Regions from separate parts of the Mus musculus genome. Here region 1 is linked to region 2. A link is a contact called in public HiChIP or PLAC-seq data. All regions are on one chromosome and are shown on one strand. The core of a region is the stretch at or near the end of the contact, and the rest is flanking DNA. Distances in the headings are between cores, read along the strand shown.

Region 1 (3,112 bases), core at 184-2,683, 230 kb before region 2:
ATGACTGAATATCTCCAGATGCTGGCAATGTTGATAGTCCCCAAAGCCCAAGAGAACTCAAATCCTGACCAGAACAGAAGACCCCAGCAGAAATGGTGAACAGGAAAAAAAAAATTAACATTTTCATTGTTATCAAATGCCATATGGATCTTTACCTTTCTTCAAAGCCGTGTGAGCCAGGCCCTGTGCTTGTCCTTACAGATAGACGAGGGTGTTACACAAAATCAGCACAGCCTTATGGAAAGCCATTCAAACTTATTGGGTTTCTGGCTGGAAGCATAGCTCAGTTGGTATTTACCCAGTATGCACGCGGAACCTGGTTCAGTCCCAGCACCGCACACATCCCTGCAGTCCCGGTCCTTGAGGTAGCGGGTATAAAGTTCAGTGCCTTCCTTGATTATATGGTGACTTCAAGGCCAACATGAGCTACCTGAGACCTTATCTCAAAACCAAAAGTAGCATGCTGGATATCTATGAGGCGCAGGTCTGTGCCCACCCCCTTTTAAGGTTTTTAAGAAAGCCATGAAGGGGGAGCGTTCTCTATTCTGCAGGAACAGGATGTTTTTGGCTGGACATTGGGACTGCCTATGTCAGCTGTCTTGTAAATATGAGGGTGCAACCACAGAGGCTCCTCTGTGGATCCCCAGAGTGCTCCCTCGCTCACCCCTGTGGACAAACCCTCCTTTGTCTAAACCCGGTGTCCCTCTTCTAGCGCTGCCGAGGGTAAGTCTAGAAATGTGAGCATCTCTCTGAATTTGAGGCCAAATCCTTGAGCAAACGGGCCTTCCTCAGCCACCATCTATCTCTCAGCGGCTTCCAGTGACGAACAGAATGTGATGCCAGGCCCATCCAGATCAGGATTCTAGTGGCCACAATGGCTTCCCTTTCTTCCCCAGCCCTTCTTTATTGCTCCACACTCTCCACTCGCTTCCAGCAGGGAAGAGTTTAGAAGCCTGTGCTCAGGCCGAGTGTGCAGCTTCCCACAAGCTCCCGCGAGGGCTCCAGGGACAGCAGGCATTTCCCTTTAATAAGCTTCTCACACTACATTAAAGATAAAAGGGGAAGGGAAATATTTATATTCTGACAAAGCAGGCTCTTCCCTTCGGGCTCTTGTTTTATTTATTAACTTCTCTGTCCCTCTCTGTCTCTGTGTCAGGGGCTGGGCACCGGTGGCCCTTCTCTCCTTTAGTCATTACATTCTCCTTTGAGTGACAGTGACAGAGGCTTTAGAGTCACACTGTCAAAGAGATAGGACTGTAGATGGGTGCCATTCCCAGATGACACGAAATAGATGTTCCTCCCCCTCCTGGGAGCTGCTCTCCGTTTCTGCCTTTACTGCCAGTGCTTGGATGAGGAGTGGCTCACACTGGGGACGTGTGTCATTTCAAATGAAGCTGTGTCTGTTGGGTAAATTGTTCGGCCGTACAGTCACCTGGGTTCCTGACTGTGTATGGCTGGGCCCTCTTGACCTCTTCTCTCCTGCGTGCTCTCTCCCCATCGGGATGAAGGCGTTTCCTTTCTTCCTGCTAATTTACACAGTCAGTAAAAATCTTGAGTCATTCTTTCGCAATGACGAGCATTAAAATCTCAGCCTATCGATGGCTCCAAAGCCTGGGTGGGCTGTGGATGAGTTACTCTGCTGAACTTCCTCTCTCACCTCCTCCAGGGAGCCTGCCTAGATTTGTGAGAGGAGAGGAACACCAATCACTTAGCTCTGCTCTGTGAGCTTGGGTAACATGCAGGAGCTTAATGACCTTTTAAACAGAGTTTTAAAATCACTTATTTATTCCCCCCCCCCCTCTCTCTCTCTCTCTCTCTCTCTCTCTCTCTCTCTTTCTCTCTCTCTGTGTGTGTGTGTGTGTGTGTGTGTGTGTGTTTGTTTGTGTGAACATAGCACAGTGGACGTTGGAGATCAGAGGACAACTCAACTTGTGTTAGTCTTCTCTTACTCTGGCTTCTGGGGATGGAACTCTGGCTGTCAGAGACAACTGCCTTCACCCACTGAGCCCTTTCACCATTTGACCTTAAAAAAAAAAAAGTCGCACATGATCATCAATTAAAATTTCAAACACAATGAAAACCACCCGAGGCCTAGCTATCCTACGGAGAACACGTACAGCAGTGACTAAACACACAGACTCTACAGCCCGGGCTCCTGGTTTTGATTCATAACCCAACCCTTGGCTGGCATGTAAACTGCAGGAGGCATCACCACGCTCCAGGTTCCTCCCTTGTAAAATGGATCCCCGAGTGTGCCCACTCTTTCCGAAGCAAACGATTCATGTGAAGGGCTTGGAGACAATGCTTGACTCATACTGAGACCATAATAAGAGTGAGCTATTGTTGTTACCATCTGAAAATAGCCAGTGGCTAACAGCTGACATGTATTCTAGACACATACATATTCTGTGTGTATGTACACATAGAATCACTTTTCAGCAACACGGTGACACTGCAAATGCTTTAAGACATCATTTTAAAGGGAAGGTGGACACCATAGCTCAGTGGCTAAAGGTACTTGTTGCACAAGCCTGCAGACCTGGATTCAGTCACGAAAAAATAGGAACAGAGAACTGACTTGTCCTGACTTTTGAGGCATTCATGTGCTCCCCTGCCCCTCTACCCCACATATAATAATAAACAAAGAAAGTTTAAAAGTATTGGGTTTACCCGAGCGTTAGCAGAAGAAAGGAGAGACGCTGAAATAAATGGACCTATTAGTCTCCTGATGTGAAGATGCACTAACTCTTTAACTATTCCAGTGGCCCAGGGTAATGCCGGCTCAGTGGCCAGGAGCACATACTGCATTTGCAGGGAACTAATTTTGGTTCCTAGGACCCATGTCAGCTGCCTGTCACGACAGCTCCAGGAGCGTCGGACATCTCTCTGTCCTCGGAACTCCCCCGACCTCCATGCATATACTCACTCCTACCACATCCTATACACAATTAAAATAACAATAAAAGTCCTTAAAATACCATTCCAGTCTAGAAAACTACACGGATGAAAACTAAGGGAAAGGACTCGCATCATGATGCCCGCCTGTAACCCGTGCTCTCAGGAGGCAGAGGCAGGAAGACTCAGGCAACATCATGGCAGCTTGATGTACCTA
Region 2 (2,806 bases), core at 216-2,715:
GGCAAGGTTACCTGGGGAGAGAATTAGGAGATAAGATCTTAGTGTATAAATGACTGGTGTAGGCTCCGAAATACTTTGGCCACACGGATGTCTCAGCTGAAGCTGTGTGACCATCCTGAGAGGAGTGAAGATATTCTGAGGAGAGACACGTGTGCCCCTCCTTTTGACTAGTGGACTAACAGGATAATGGGCCCCAAAGAACTAGATTTCCTCAAGAGTCTCACTGGAGAAGGAAGAGATTGGGTTTCTGGGTGCAAACCATCAGGAGAGCTTGGTTCTTAGTTCTGACAACTTGTCAGTTTGCTTTGCAGGACCAACCAAGATGTGTTTACCATGGGCAAGATCACACCTTGAGCCTTCTACTTATGTCAAGGCTCCAAAGATAGACTTAGGGGGTTTACTGAACCAGCCCCTTAGTTCTTTTTCCTAGTGCAGTCTCATTGAATAAATTTCTTTCACTGTTGTCTTTTTTAGCTGTGTTATGGAGGACAGGTAGCTTGTTAGGGCGGCCAGAGTCCAGGCTTCATTAACTGCAGGACATCCCTGGTTTGTACCATTTGGTGGCGCCATTCTCAAGGCTGTACACTTTTCTGTTCTAGCACTGAAGTTGATAAGGCTCTGGTGAGAGACCCTGAGTTGGAGGAACCAGTTGGGAATTTGTACGCAGGGGCATTCGATTCGGGGAATATATCTATCTTTAATGAGTAAATAAATGTAACTCTGTAGGTTCCGCGATGCACACTCTGTAGCAGCAGATTTCTCTCTGGCTTGTGTTCTGAGAGCATCTGTTACACAAAACATTCAAGGGAGCACTTAGGGGTGCAGCGGGAGGATTGCGACCGTGACAAGTATGGATGGTAGTGAGACTAAGAAGCAAGCAAAAACAATTTTAACGCTGTATATTGAGGAGCCCTGAGGAAATAGTTTCTTCCTACTCTTTACCGTTTAAGGTGGACACGCGGCAAAGGCACACTCGGGAAGAGATGACGTCATGCAGCTTAAAGGTAGCTCGTATTTTCACTTTTGTTATTTCTCTTGAGACACGTTCTCAAGGCTGGCCTCGAATTCCTGATCCTGCTGCCTTCATCTCACAAATGTTGGGATTACAGACGTGTGCAGCCATGTTCTGATAGGTAAGATTTTCTCTTCATTTCTCGCAGTTTGAGGAGGTAACAAAACTTGCAGTAGTTTCCATCCTCAAGCGCGGCCTATCGTTACCATGGAAACGCTTATTGAGTTAGGTCCTTTCACTGAGTCTTCGGTTGCTTCTAAAGTGCGCCCGCCCTAGGACGATTGGTTCTGCCCTGACTGAATGGTTTGCCTGCAGTCACTGATGCGTTCGGAGCAATCTTGATCCCTGTCGGACGCCGTCACCGGCTCTTGCCTAGCTCCACCCATTCTGCGGGCCCGCCTCTCCAGCCCGCCGCCGGAGGCCCCGCCCCTACCTGGAGGCCCCGCCCCCATGAATCAGCTGATCTCGCGTACCCGCGGTGCAGTCGGGCTCGCGCCGGGAGAAGAGCGCGGAGCTGCGGGAGCGTCAGGTGAGCCCGCGCGGGTCCGGGCGGTCCTTGGGTTCGAAGGCGGGTCGGCGGAGGTGCGGGAGCGCGCTGGGCTGGCCTGCGGGGACGGCGCCTGCCTGTGAAGAGCTCCGGACGTGGTGGCTCGGCCCGGGTCCCACCCTCCGGGTCCCAGCGCCCCACTGCCGTGGTCGGAGCTGTGTGGCATTCCTTCGGGTCCCCTCTTCCCGCCTCCACCCACGCTGCTTACGCCCATCCGCTCAGAGGGTTTTTTGAATGCCCACAGTGGGCGCCCAGCTGGCTAGACAGTGAACCTTGCTGAGTGTCCTAGGTGGGTTTGCCCCAGGATGCATATCGTGGGGAAAAGTGAAGGGGGGCGGGGAGGGTCTGTGGTTTGAAACAGCGTTTGCTGAAAATGAAAAGGACTTTGGTATTAATCAGTGGTAGTTTGACCAAATCCCTAAATGTATCAAGTCATCAAAGGAATCATCGTGAAGACAGGAAAGAACACTGGAGCGATCTTGAGGAAATGGTCCTCACATTGATGTTGGTCCTCCAGGTAACAGGGCTATTTGCAGACAAGCAACTGTAGATTTGTAGAGGCAAGCTACTGTTTAGTACTTCTGTGGTTACCAAAGAGGGAAAACACACTGGTTGAATTGGGTGGTCAAGAGCAGCACTTTCTTATAGATTAACTGACTGCTGTACCCAAATTAAGGTTGTTACTCTGTTGTTCTTATATTTGTATCTGTTTTTTAAATGACTGTCAAGGATAAACTTGTGTGATGTAGGTTTATTTGGAGCAGGTACAAAAATGCAAAAAAACAGTAGGCCATACTTTTTTGTTTTTTATCATATACCTGTATGTATTAGTGTTCTCTAGAGTCACAAAACTTATGAAATGTATATATTAAGGGAATTTATCATAGTGATATACAGTTTACAGTCCAACTAGCCCAACAACGGGAATGGGAAGTCCAAGAATCTAATAGTTGCTCAGTCCCACGAGGGTAGTTATTTTAGCTGGTCTTCTGGATAAGCTGGAATCCTGAAGAAGTAGGTTCCAATAGATTCGATGGCAAAGGAGTGCAGGCAGGCAAAGGAGAGAGAGCCTTCCTTCTTCCAATGTCCTTATGTAGGCCTCTAGCAGAAGGTGTGACCCAGATTAAAGGTGTGTGCCATTACCCCTGGATTTGGAATTTGCTTTGTCCCAGGCTAGCCTTGAACTCGGAGATCTGCTTGCCTCATTCTCCTGGGATTAAAGGCGTGTTCTACTTTGCCTGGGCCTA

The links. HiChIP or PLAC-seq counts read pairs in DNA pulled down with a chosen protein or histone mark.
Region 1: a contact with region 2 is called in an H3K27ac HiChIP or PLAC-seq map of the NIH/3T3 cell line, with 2.6 times the contacts expected there. The contact joins the enhancer-like site here to the promoter of Als2 in region 2. A contact is called at or near these places in 18 of 39 promoter capture datasets (the C10 cell line, the HPC-7 cell line, HPC-7-derived erythroid cells and 13 more), 1 of 15 datasets of contacts at CTCF or cohesin (large pre-B cells), 12 of 484 Hi-C or Micro-C datasets (CD4 T cells, the G1E-ER4 cell line, the N1E-115 cell line and 8 more), 12 of 115 datasets of contacts at active chromatin or transcription factors (the NIH/3T3 cell line, bone marrow-derived macrophages, differentiating embryonic stem cells and 5 more) and 1 of 9 other capture datasets (liver).

The regions. Positions count from the first base shown.
Region 1 is chr1:59,463,357-59,466,468 of GRCm38.p6, reverse strand. No RefSeq gene overlaps it. Among named protein-coding and RNA genes, the nearest start is that of Gm33774, 6.3 kb to the right of the region's middle. Within about 2 kb of position 1,433, at least 49 of the 459 cell types and tissues checked have an H3K27ac peak or open chromatin away from gene starts, as enhancers often do. A contact at or near this core is called in the NIH/3T3 cell line, bone marrow-derived macrophages, cerebral cortex and 1 more, where this site is marked.
Region 2 is chr1:59,235,890-59,238,695 of GRCm38.p6, reverse strand. It overlaps Als2 (alsin Rho guanine nucleotide exchange factor), which reads left to right and starts at 1,465. Exons shown (of 34, transcript NM_028717.6): 1 at 1,465-1,541. It overlaps Gm33667 (predicted gene, 33667), which reads right to left and starts at 1,341. Exons shown (of 2, transcript NR_168353.1): 1 at 943-1,341; 2 at 1-11.